Linked DNA regions of Mus musculus: regions 1 and 3 are each linked to region 2. The links are chromatin contacts, called in public ChIA-PET and Hi-C maps. All regions are on one chromosome and are shown on one strand. The core of a region is the stretch at or near the end of the contact, and the rest is flanking DNA. Distances in the headings are between cores, read along the strand shown.

Evidence for each region. A called contact is a pair of places that touch in the nucleus more often than the background predicts. ChIA-PET counts read pairs in DNA pulled down with a chosen protein or histone mark.
Region 1: a contact with region 2 is called in a Hi-C map of CD4 T cells, with 1.7 times the contacts expected there. The contact joins two enhancer-like sites. A contact is called at or near these places in 1 of 484 Hi-C or Micro-C datasets (CD4 T cells) and 2 of 9 other capture datasets (adipose tissue and pancreatic islet).
Region 3: a contact with region 2 is called in an RNA polymerase II ChIA-PET map of memory CD8 T cells, with 17 read pairs. The contact joins two enhancer-like sites. A contact is called at or near these places in 3 of 115 datasets of contacts at active chromatin or transcription factors (T-cell acute lymphoblastic leukemia, large pre-B cells and memory CD8 T cells) and 1 of 9 other capture datasets (liver).

Annotation. Positions count from the first base shown.
Region 1 is chr13:46,688,555-46,692,769 of GRCm38.p6, reverse strand. Nup153 (nucleoporin 153) reads left to right here. Exons shown (of 22, transcript NM_175749.2): 17 at 3,520-3,711. Among named protein-coding and RNA genes, the nearest start is that of Fam8a1, 21 kb to the right of the region's middle. Within about 2 kb of position 1,784, at least 44 of the 459 cell types and tissues checked have an H3K27ac peak or open chromatin away from gene starts, as enhancers often do.
Region 2 is chr13:46,338,712-46,342,658 of GRCm38.p6, reverse strand. No RefSeq gene overlaps it. Among named protein-coding and RNA genes, the nearest start is that of Stmnd1, 67 kb to the right of the region's middle. Within about 2 kb of position 2,483, at least 85 of the 459 cell types and tissues checked have an H3K27ac peak or open chromatin away from gene starts, as enhancers often do. A contact at or near this core is called in T-cell acute lymphoblastic leukemia and memory CD8 T cells, where this site is marked.
Region 3 is chr13:46,778,058-46,782,101 of GRCm38.p6, reverse strand. Kif13a (kinesin family member 13A) reads left to right here. Exons shown (of 38, transcript NM_010617.2): 26 at 3,109-3,208. Among named protein-coding and RNA genes, the nearest start is that of Gm24620, 12 kb to the right of the region's middle. Within about 2 kb of position 2,126, at least 36 of the 459 cell types and tissues checked have an H3K27ac peak or open chromatin away from gene starts, as enhancers often do. A contact at or near this core is called in T-cell acute lymphoblastic leukemia and memory CD8 T cells, where this site is marked.

The DNA of each region.
Region 1 (4,215 bases), core at 535-3,034, 350 kb before region 2:
CTTTTAGATCTTGTCTTCCTATTTCTAATTTGCTCTGGAATTAAAAGTGAGCTGTAAGAATCCTCATTCCAAAATATTTGACTTTTTCCATCTGGCACTGTTTCCTCACCCCAGGAAAAAAGCATGGAGGAACTAGAATTCTTAGTTGACAGATGTGAAATGAAATTTTGAATCGGGAAGTAAATTACTCGGGAGCAAAGGAATTCTATGAATTAATATTAAAAAGCTACTAGCTTTCTTCTGGGCATAATGCCCTGTCAGCAAATGGATGATTTGGCCAAAATTTATCTATCTATCTATCTATCTATCTATCTATCTATCTATCTATCTATCTATCTATCTCTATCTATCTCTATCTATCTCTGTCTGTCTGTCTGTCTGTCTGTCTGTCTATCTATCTATCTATCTATAGTTTTCAGTAAGGGTCTAGCCTTGTGGCCATGGAAGTTGGTAGATATAAATACATAGTATAGAAAATTATACCAAACTTGGTCTGGAACCAGAAGTCACCTGCCCCTCCTCCAGCTATCATTTTACTTTTGAGTGGAAAAAGTGTTTTTGGTATGTGTATGTGTATCTGTCTGTGTATGAGCACATGTGTGTTAGCCTGTAGAAGCCAGAATGATGGTATTAGGTTCCTTAGAACTGGAGTTAGATTGTATTTTGAAACTAATAATCTAATCTGCAAGAGCCATGTTTCTAAGCTCAGAGTACTTATTTTTTTCAAGTTTATTTATTCATTTAATGCATGAGTGTTTTGCCTGTATGTACCTGTAGTATGTATGTTACCCTAAGTGTGCTTGACACCTATGAAGGTCAGACGAGGGCATCAGATCCCCTAGAATTAGAATTAGGAATGATTCTGAACAATGTAGCAGAATTCAAAGCAGCAGAATTTGGAAGGACAGCTTTGGAAGTTTGTGTAATATAAATGGCAGATAATGGTGATAAAGAATCAGATGGAGTTGAATAATGAGGGAGGATTTAGAACTATGTGTTGTTAATGACAAATTTCTAATTGCTAAAGTTGAAATTTAGATATACAGTTGAGGCATTTGGATACATCATAGAGACTGGACTTACAGGTTTTAGGTGATCACAGGACATAGTTTGATATTTGAAGTCATAGAAGTAGATATGAGTTGAGTGAATTGAGGAAAGCATTCCAAACTGAGTTCTGCTATCATAAGGGTCTGGACAGAGTCAAACATTGATCTTGGATTAACCAGACTGGAATAACAACTGTGACAGAATAACACTTGAAGAAAGTGATTAGAATAAGACTAAGTATTTCAGACAAAAAATGACTGGGCAGAATACCGTAAAATAGTTTCTTCTGGATGTGATAGAGAAGTTGCACTCATGACCTTTCATTGCTATGTCTGCTTGTTTAAGTAAGACCTGCTCAGGACCACACATACCAGTCAACCTTTCCAACACAAATGAGAAAAGTTAACAGGGCTTACAAGGTCCCACCCCTGGGAGACTTAAGTTTTCTTCAGGTATGAACTTCCTGATGGGTTACTCTTGCCCAATTGGCTACAGTCATGTACATGTGAGTACATACATCTATATAGCAACTAGAGAAGAAGACATGAAGTTTAAAAGATAGGTGGGGGTCATGGGAGGAATTGGAGTGGAAGGAGAGATGGATATGATGAAAATACATTGTTCTCATGAGATTCTCAAAAAAGGAAATGAGAAGACTCAAAAATAGCAGAAGGATTGATTGATATAGATAAGCTTCTAAAGAGCAGGAAAGCGTGGGTGGCAGGAAATGATTGCACTGGTACTTACAGCCATCACAAAGGTGCTACCTTGTCAGATTGGGTAATGGACCAACAACAGACACCACCAGACACAAAATTTGCTAGCAAAATAAAAGAGAACATACTTAAAATGCAGAGATTGTTCCTGTAACTATGAGAGGAATGGAGCGGGCAGTGGAACCCAAGAATAAATGGCTCTATCTGAACCCTGCTTCACACAGCACACCTTGCTGACTCATCCTGTCTGCCTGCTCCTCCACACCCGCTGGTTCTGCCTACAGAGTCATCACCTTGCTTTCTTCTTGTGCCTTTCTGTGTTCCTTTCTCCTTTGCATGCTTAAAGTCAGTCACTTGCTGATATGCTGCCATCAGTTCGTTTTTATTTTTCCCCCTTTAGACCAGGAACATATATGTTTCACATCTTAGTAATCTTAATGTAATATAAAGTCTAGCAGGAATGTGTAAAACTAGTAAGTATGGGGCTGGATTATAAAGTAGATTATGTCTGCAGAAAAATAAATTTCTAAGACAGAGGTATGTGCTTTGAAATTGATAATATATATGGCTGCATATTTTCCGTTTTACCTGAAATTTACATCTTATATTTTAGAATTCTGTAGTAGTTGAAGAAATTAGGACATTGATAAGGACAATTTAGCCATTCTTTAAGAAAGGTCCTACCGTGTGGCCCTGGCTGGCCTGAAACTTGTTACATAGGTCAGACTGGCCTTGAAACTCAGAGAAATCTGCTCACTTCTGTCTCCTACAGTGCTCAGAATAAAGGCTATGTTCCTCCAAACTCAGCAACAATTTAGTCTTACAACCCCTAATTTTTCAAATTTTCTTTTTAAATGTGGCTGCTGGACTTAGTGAGCCGTTTCCACAGCCTCAGTTTGTGAGAATGATATCCCACCTCCCTCCAACCCCCCTTTCCATGTGTATGTATGTGTGTGGGGGTGTATGCATGAACATGGGCTTGTGTGTTTGTGGAGGCCTGCTGTTAAAGGACTATTTATTGGCTCTACCTTGTATTTTGGCACAGGATCTTAGGGAAATCCAGTGCTTGCTGATGATGCTTCTACCTAAAGACTGAGTCGTTACCTTGATTGCTTGCTAGACAGCTTACTCTAAGGAGTCCTTGTCTCCCCTTCACCTTCCAAGGCTAGAATTGTAGATGGACTGTGTCCACCCAGCGTTTATCTGAGTTCTCAGGGATCTGGGATGTGCTCCTCTTTTGTTTTTTGTTTTGGTTTTTCGAGACAGGGTTTCTCTGTGTAGCCCTGGCTATCCTGGAACTCACTCTGCAGACCAGGCTGACCTCAAATTTAGAAATCCGCCTGCCTCTGCCTCCAAAATGCTGGGATTAAATGCTGGTGTGAGCCCCCACGCCAGGCTTGAATGTGCTCCTCTTGTTTGTTAATGCAAGCACTTGAACGACCAAGCCATCTCGGCCACAAGCAACACACACACAATTGGGAATAGTTCATACTTAAGAATAAGCTCACCATTGAGAAAAGTTAGAGTGAGATGTTTATTTGCAATGATAAATTAAATCTGAGAAGTCCTATTTATAACACTGTAAGGCTTATTTTCTGGTTCACTCTGGTTCTCGCTCTCTCTTCGTGTGTGTGTGTGTGTGTGTGTGTGTGTGTGTGTAGAAAGGGTTAATGAAATTTGAAAATGTTCAGTTGGTGGTGTCATTAAGATGGTAATAAATTTAAAACTTGCCTCCATTTCCCAATTCTTTTAGGTTTGGTATCTGCCTCAAGCAGCAGCCCTGCCCCTGTCTCTCTGTCTTCTGGAGGCTGTTTAGGATTGGACAAGTTTAAAAAGCCCGAGGGAAGCTGGGACTGTGAAGTGTGCCTAGTGCAAAATAAAGCAGACTCTGCCAAGTGCATAGCTTGTGAAAGTGCAAAGCCAGGCACAAAGTCTGAGTTTAAAGGTGAGGCTATGGTAAAGAACCCCTTTAGTTCCTAGCTAAAGTAAAATGTGTGTGGGCGGGCAGGTTTGGTTTTTAAGGTACCCATTCTCTGGATAATTATATAAAATGAAACCCAGTCCTTGGTTTTTTGTTTTTGTGGGTTTTTTTTTTTTTTTTTAAATTTGTGAATGATGGTAAAAATCAAATTAGGCATTCCTCAGGATGCCATCTATGTATCTGGATAAGGAACTTCTTTGTGTTACTCAGTTTCCAGGTTTAAGTATGAACTTGACTCTTACTTGACTGAGAACTTACACTCTTAGGGCCTTATTGTAAAAGCCATCTAGCTTCTGAGTGTGGCTGAGCAAAAGAGAGCACTTAGCAAGCACGGCTGAGTAAGCTTTTATGCTATCCATTTTACTATATGAATATAAAGGAAGACTCTCACACGGTTATTAATGCTAAATAGATGTAGGCTGGTATTTCCGAATCTTGACAACCCCATTTGAGTTCTTTTAACCACTG
Region 2 (3,947 bases), core at 1,234-3,733:
GTTCCTTATAAAACTGATAGTATATTGAATGCACATGGTCACTGTTGAGATTGTCAGTTTTGGTGGTCAACAGCGCATGGACTGGCTGACTCTTGCATGTAAGGCACTGTGTTAGATTGGCCCTGGAGATACAAGGCCAAACAGATGTGTTTCTGGATTTGCAGGGCATTGATAGATAAGCCTGTTATAATTCATTCAAATGCATTAAGTAGTGTGACCCATGTTTTGAAAAGTGAACTGTGTCATAGTTTTAAAGAGCATACTTTTATCATCGTTACACATGTTTGTTGGTAACATTATCATTAGCGTGTATAGATGTGTGCATGTTGTAGTCATGTGTGCAAATGCCTGTGAGTGTGTGGGCATGTATGGAGACCAGAGGGGATCTCCTTGAGCGTTTTTCTTTGGGAGTAATTCACCTTGGCTTAGACGTCTCACTTGTCTGGGGCTTGCCAAACAGGCTCACCTGATTGGTCAGTAAACCCAGGGATCTACCTGACTTGACCTCCCTACTGCTCAGACTGCAAGCACATGCCATCACACCTGGGGTTTTGTGTCTTTATTGGTAGGTTGGGTTTGTTTTTGACATGGTTTGACGTTGCTTGAATTCAGGTCCTTGTGTTTGTAAGGCAACACTTCATTGATTCACATGTCTCTCCATCCCTAGACTACTTTTCCCCCTTAAACATTTTATTCTGTCTATGGACATATGATCCTGAGTGCATCCTGTCTTGTCTTATAGCAGAAGCCAAGAAGACTTGGGCCCAGTTAATACTTAGATGGGAAGAATTTCATTCTATTTCAGACTTGAGCCTTGGCCTATCTTGCCTAATGGCAGAAGCCAAGAAGGCTTGGGTTCAGTTAATACTTAGATGGTTGGAAGCATTTCATTCTATTTCAGACTTGGGCCCTGGGGATCAAAACTCTGTAGAAGAGCCTCCTCAGCACATCCCATGCTGGCTCCTCTGTTATTTTTATGCTATAGACTCAGGAGCAAAGCCCTCCCCTGCCGGAAAGGAGCGCTGGGTGCGTATCCCTTTCCTGATCTGCCTTTGAAGCCCGTGTCATGTTACTGTCCCTTCTGTTATATATAATGTGCAGCTGTTCTGGTCCTGAAAGTAGGGAAGGTCACTCATATAAATAGGATCACACAGCAAAGAGGAGCACGCTGCTGGGGTGGTTGGTAGCAACAGGTCTCTTCCACAAATGGCAGTCACTACCACAGACAAGGAGTTTTAGTGTTTTTCACTTCTTGGGCATTATAAGTAGAAAGCATGAGATTGGTTATGGAAACAGACTGAGGTGGAGAAAAACATGGAAAGGCAATTCCTTTGCTGGGCTATGACTTAAGGCTGGTTTGGCCTTTCCATGGTTCAAGTCCTTAGATATGACCAGAAAAAAAAAAAAAAAGCTCTTAATGAGCATGCGTGGCACCCAGGCAGGTCTTCTAGTGTGATGAGCTTGCTTTAGTAGCGCAGAGAAACACAACCCAGGGTTAAAGTAAAGTTAAGATTCACGTTAATTTCATCTGTATTCCTGCTGCATATGTTTTAGAAATATTGACATACTTTTCTAACCAGATGGTATATCTTACATTTAATTTCTGAATGATGGTGGTAACTTTCTTAACTTTGAAGTCCCAAAGTAGGGACATGCATGGTGGAAAAGACCAGAGTATTTGACTATGACTATCTGAGTTCTCCATCCTGTCTAGTGGCCCCCTTGGGAACAGTGGGTGAGAAGGTTACAGAACCAATGGCTCAGACTCTGGGAGCAGGTGAGAATGTGTCAGCAAGCTCATTTATTAAGTCTCTGGGAGCGCTCTTTATACCCTCCACCCGTGTCCCATTGGTCTCAAGTAGTTGTGTCCTCCACGTGGCAGCTACTGATTGGCTGTCATTGTCTGTGTCACCTGTCTCTAGGCTCTCAGGTAGGCTTCAGTTTGTCCCTCATGCAGAAGTTACCTCGGTGGCTGTTCCCATCCGCTATTTACCTACATTTATGCAGAACTGGCCACCGCCCTTGCAGCGGGGCCTTTCTGTTCCTCCTACCTTCCGGAACATTCATCTTTCCAAAATTATTGAGTGGACTTTTGCTCAACCACTAGTTTGGAACTCAGTACTCAGGTCTCAGACGTTCTCCATTGCTCCATTTCCATATGCTAACAAATAAGATAACAGAGACCACACCTATTGAGGGGGGAAAGTGAATGAGATTCCAAAGGCTCATACATTTACCAAATAAAATCGCCTAGGCTGTGGTTCACAGTATGAACACTACAGGTATCAGTACATTTTCTGGTGCTGTGATAAAACACCATAACCAAGGGCAACTTATAAGAGAACAGGCTTGTTTTGTCCTGTACTTCAGGAGAAACAGAATCCACCGTGGTAGAGAAGACAAGTAGGGCAATAGTCACAGGAAGAGTGTCAGCAGGCAGGCAAGGTGGCAGGAGCAGGAAGCTGGCAGATCACATGTCCACCTCCCACCCTCGTCCCAGTCCCCGAGCCCCAACCCTGCACAGGAAACACACACAGGAAGTGGGTCAAAGCTGTAAAACCTCAAAGCCCACCCCCCAGTGACACACTTTATCGGGCAAGGCTTTGTCTTCTAAAGGTTTCACAACCTCCCCCTAGCATTACCACTAACCAGGGACCAAATGTGCAAATACACAGGAGCCTCTTAGGGCAAATTCTCATCAGAACTACTGCACTGTGAAAGGCTAAAAGATGGAAACGTGGGAAAGCTGGAGAGACCATAGAAAGTTAGCAGGGTCAAAGTCCAAACAGAAATGAGACCCACAGGCATCCCATGGGAACGGTGCCTGTAAATCCCCTGTGCGATGCCTGCAATCAGAGTTCATTTAAGCCGTTCTGGAAACACTCTCATGGACACACTAAGAGATGTATCTCCGGGTGATTATAAATCCCACCCAGTGGACAACGGAGATCAGCTATCACATCCGTGTGCTTCAGAATGTGACTGTTTGAAGATTAAGCAGTGATTGAATTAAAATGAAATTGGGTACATTGTAACTCAAAATGATAGATGTTCTTCTAGGAAGATGCACACAATGACTTCAGGGGTACAGTTGTCCAGAGGCATGCTCATGAGAATAGGCATCAGCAGACTGACAGAGAAGTCAGAAGATCCACCCTGACAACCTCCCAAACTAGAAGAAATAGGTTTCTGGTTTTTAAGCCATTCAGTCCATGGCTCACGTGGTCTATGCAGTACCCATTTTTCAGCCTCCTGGGCTTAGTAAATAAACTTCTGACCATGCCCCGATGTAGATGTAATCTTTATCTTTAGACTGTTACCCAGGGAACATTTTCACTGGCTAGAGAGACTAAGCACCCAATGCAGCCTTCCATCACTTCAATTTTGTTATGGCAGCTGTAGCAGACTAATACATCCTTCTAGAAGCATGGGACTGATAAAGCAGGAGGAAACAAAACCAGTTTCTGAGATATTCTCCCATGGCTTAAGACATACCCATGATATGTTCTGAGGAGTTTTCAGAGAAACGTCCTGATGTCAAGCTGTAGCCTCACATTGTGCCTGAGTCTACATATACTTCCACACTACACACACTTCCACACCCACGCATCTAATACACACCAGAAAGAAAAAAAGAAAGAAAGATGAGAGAAAGAGAAGAAAAAGAAATACCAAGACAGTGTTGGAAAAGGGGAAGAAAAGAAAAGGAAGCATTCAAAAGGTAGACTTCAATTCAAGTCGGTTAACAGTGGGACGTGTCTGTCCTTCTCAATACTCAAGGGGCTGAGGCAGGAGGTTCACTGTGAGTTTGAGGCCAGTCTGAGCTACATAATGAGATTATGTATCATGAACTTAAAAAAATTGAAAGAAATGAAGAAAGGAAAGGAAGAGAGAGATAGAGAGAGAGATAGATTAATTTTTGAGTTGCCAGATAGAAGAAATTATAG
Region 3 (4,044 bases), core at 877-3,376, 440 kb before region 2:
ATGCCCCAGTACAGGGGAATGCCAGGGCCAAAAAATGGGAATGGGTGGGGAGGGGAGTGGGGGGGGAGGGTGTGGGGGACTTTTGGGATAGCACTGGAAATGTAATTGAGGAAAATACGTAATAATTTAAAAAAAAAAAAAGATTTCACTGGGCATAGCAAAACATTCCTGTTATCCCAGAATTTGGAAGACAGAGGCAAGGGGACCAGTGTGTAAGTTCAAGGCTAACCTGGTCTACATAGTAAGTTCCAGTCCAACCAAGGCTGCATAGTGAGACCCAGTCTCTAATGTGATGATAATAATGATGAAGAGGAAGAGGAGGAGGGAGGGGAAGAAGAAGGAAGAGGAGGAAGAGGAAAAGGAGGAAGAGAAGAAGGAGGAGAAGAAGGAGGAGGAGAAGCAACAGCAGCAATCATCATCATCATCATCTTCTTCTTCATCATCATCATCTTCATCATCGTCATCATCATCATCATCCAGGATTTCTGTAGTTTCCTTTCTAAGGAAAATTGTCTCTACCCAAACTCCTGGTTTCAGCTCGGTTCTTTATCTTGCCTAATGTTTTTACCAAAATTGTTACTTTGGTTAATTATTGTGAAAGTCAGCCATGCCTTTGGGGCAGTTGTGGTCCAGCCACCATGGACACTGATAGCAGGTACATTCCAGTGGCTCAGCTGCCCCTGCAGGCGCCAGCATAGGACATTGTGTGCCCTTAGTCTCAGGTCCTCAGGCATTCCTGTGGCAACTTCATCCCTGAGTGATGGACTCCAAGGAATGGCTGCCGGGGATGGAGACTAGAGTCCCAGCTTCTGTCCTGAGCGGCCACCATCTGTAAGATCCTTGGATTCATTGTTTCATCCTGTAGGGTCTCAGTGAGAAGAGAATCTCTAAGTGGGCACAGTAGGTTTTCTGTCTTGCTAAGATCATCCCAAACTTCACCCGTGACAGCCTGCCTGGAATACATGTCACCCATGACAGCAGCACAAGGGCTGGCCCAGTGAAGTCACTTTCAATCCTTTTCTAAGAGAATTTTCTTTTAAAATATTTGTTTTCCTTACTTTAAAAAAATAATAATTCTTAGGGTGTTAAAATGATTCAATGGGAAAGGCACTTGCTTCCAAAGCTCCCAACCTGAGTGTGAGCCCACCCAGAACCCACACTCACAGACAGACAGATACACAGACACAGAGACAGACACACAGGGACAGACAGATAACAGAAGACAGACTGAGAGATAGACAGAAAGACAAACAGACACAGAGACAGACAGACAGACAGACAGAAGAATTTAATCCTACCTAATCTTTTGGGATTCAGTGAAATGCTTTATGGTGCTAATGTTGTGTGAGGCCTCCGTTGTAATGTGTTAAATTATTCTCCCCGTGCTGTTTGAGAGAACGAAATGCATGTCCTTTCTGTTTATGTTTTCCCCACCAGAGAGATGAGGAGGATGGCGGTGATATGGATAGTTATCAGGTATTGCCACCGCTGTCAATCCCGTGCATGGGGCACAGCTCTCGCTAATCATCAGCCTTCGCAAAGCAGAGGCCAGGGAGGTGGGGACAGGGCCACAGAGTGAGAGCATGTGGTTTCTCACTTGCTTTTGGTTTGCTTCTTATGTGATCAAGGACACAATATTATTCTCCCGATTTTCCAGTTCCAAATCTGTAAGCAGACGCTGCACTGTTCACTCTGCCGGCTCCAGTGCCCAGCTAGTAGAGCCTTGCCAAGCGAGACTGTGTGGCTGTATTATGATGAATGACCTCAAAAAGCACACTGCTTCCTGTTCACAGCCTCCTGGTCCACTCTTGTCTGTCCTCCATAAAGTCCACTTTGCCTCTCCCTTCTGGAAGATGAACGTTACTCTGAATGCCAGTTGACCTTTAAAAAGCACTTTTATTGGGCACCAGGCTTGGAGACTACGTACAGACCTTTGTTTTGTTTTATTAACCAGTTTCCTCTCGTTGGGGTCAAGCTTAGTTCACCATGTTGAGAGTTTAAATAGCAGCTTTCTCTTGTTGGACGTAGAAAAGAGGTGGGTGAGCAGATGTGACATAGATAATATACCCAGGCAGCCTCAGCTAGCCCGGCAACCACAGAGGATGGTGGGGGCGTGATCAAAGCAGCTGGCAGAGATGAAAGTTTCAGGCATGATTTCCCAGTCTTTGTACTGCCTTCCCACTCGGGTGGAAAGAACGGGTTCTCGGTGAGCCTTCCTGTGTGCCGGCTGTGGGGACTCTGCAGGCACGGCTTCTGAGTTCCATCTATCTACTCTTAACTATCAGGATATCCTTCTTAGAGTTAGGCCAAGGAGCATTAGGGATAAACTGATGAGTTTTCCTCCCCTACTTAAAATTTTACTAAAAAAAGGCTGAAAGTGGACAAAGCCAGACCTTGCAGGCAGAAGGTCAGCATCCTCTCGGGTCTCAGCTGTGCCACCAACTAACACCTTCCAGCTTTGGGCATGCTTCCTGCCGTGTTCACAGTGGAGTCCGGCGGCTGCTTCTGGGATCTCTTCTAGCATGGCTTCCCGCATGGGAGATGTTTGATTAGCCTTGTGGTGACGGTTGGCTGTGAAATCTTTGCAGCGAGTTCTGGAGGTTTTCTGCTGACCTATTCATTGCCTTTCGGGGGAAAAAATCATGTATTAATAATAAGGCTATTGAACTGTGAGCTCCATAAATGCCTGTCACTCCCTACCTACCATTTGATGTTCTGCGCTTTGGGCTTTGCTTATGGTATCCTGCTTGAAATCACACGTCTTTCAGTGAATCCCTATCATACAAATGCACACCGGCATGGCTGTGCATACATATAGCAAAAAATCATCCCGCAGTGTAAAAGCATCCTGTTTTAGCATCCTTTGAGCCTGTCTTGTCTTCCAGTGTAACTTCTGAAGATCCAGGGGCTCTGGTTTCTGGGTACCAGCATCCTTGGTCAGCATGGAGCATTGAACCTCTGCTTTCTCACATATCAATTAATCACTGTGACATTCAATGGCTTTTCCTAATGAAAAGTTCCCCAATCTATTTAAATGTCTTCTTTAAACAAAACAAGCCATCGTCTTCATGTTCTATAGAGAAAAAAAATCTCCCCTCTCATTGTCAGGAAGAAGACTTGAATTGTGTAAGAGAGAGATGGTCCGATGCACTCATTAAACGACGGGAATACTTAGACGAACAGATTAAAAAAGTCAGCAATAAAAAAGGTATGTGATGGGGTTCACAAGATGGCTCAGCAGCTGATGGGACTTGCCACCAAGCCTCACAACAGGAGTTCAATCCCCAAAGCCCAACTGGTAGAAGGTGGGAACTGACTCACAGCCACCCTCTCATGTGCACATGTGCTATGATGTGCTTGTCCCATCCCCCACACTAAATAAATGTTAAAAAAAAAAAAGTACATGGGAATAAACTCTTCCAGGAGAAGGGTTTTTTTCAGTATTTTACAGTAGCCAAGAGGAAGAAAAAAAATGAAAAAAGAATCCTTGTGAGTCATGTGTGTGGTAGCTTATCCCTTTAATCCCAGCTTTTGGGAGACAGAGGCAGATGGATCTATGTGAGCTGAAGGTGATCATGGTCTCCATAGTGAGTTCCAAACCAGCCAAGGCTGCATAATGAAACCCCTGTCTTCAATGAATGAATGACCAAGCCAACCTTGTGCTCTGGCTTTTACTTCATGGTCACTCATGTTATAAGCACATATGCACGCTGCTCCATTTCACGTCGATAAAATTCTCCTTGGAAAACCATTCTTAGCTCAGTGAGTGGCGTATGGTTATGTTTGTGTGCCTTGTCCACTGATGAAAATTCAGTGAGTGTACCTAGGTGTCTTAGTCAGGGTTTCTATTCCTGCACAAACATCATGACCAAGAAGCAAGTTGGGGAGGAAAGGGTTTATTCAGTTTACACTTCCACATTGCTGTTCATCACCAGGGAAGTCAGGACTGGAACTAAAGCAGGTCAGGAAGCAGGAGCTGATGCAGAGGCCATGGAGGGATGTTCTTTACTGGTTTGCCTCCCCAGGCTTGCTCAGCCTGGTCTC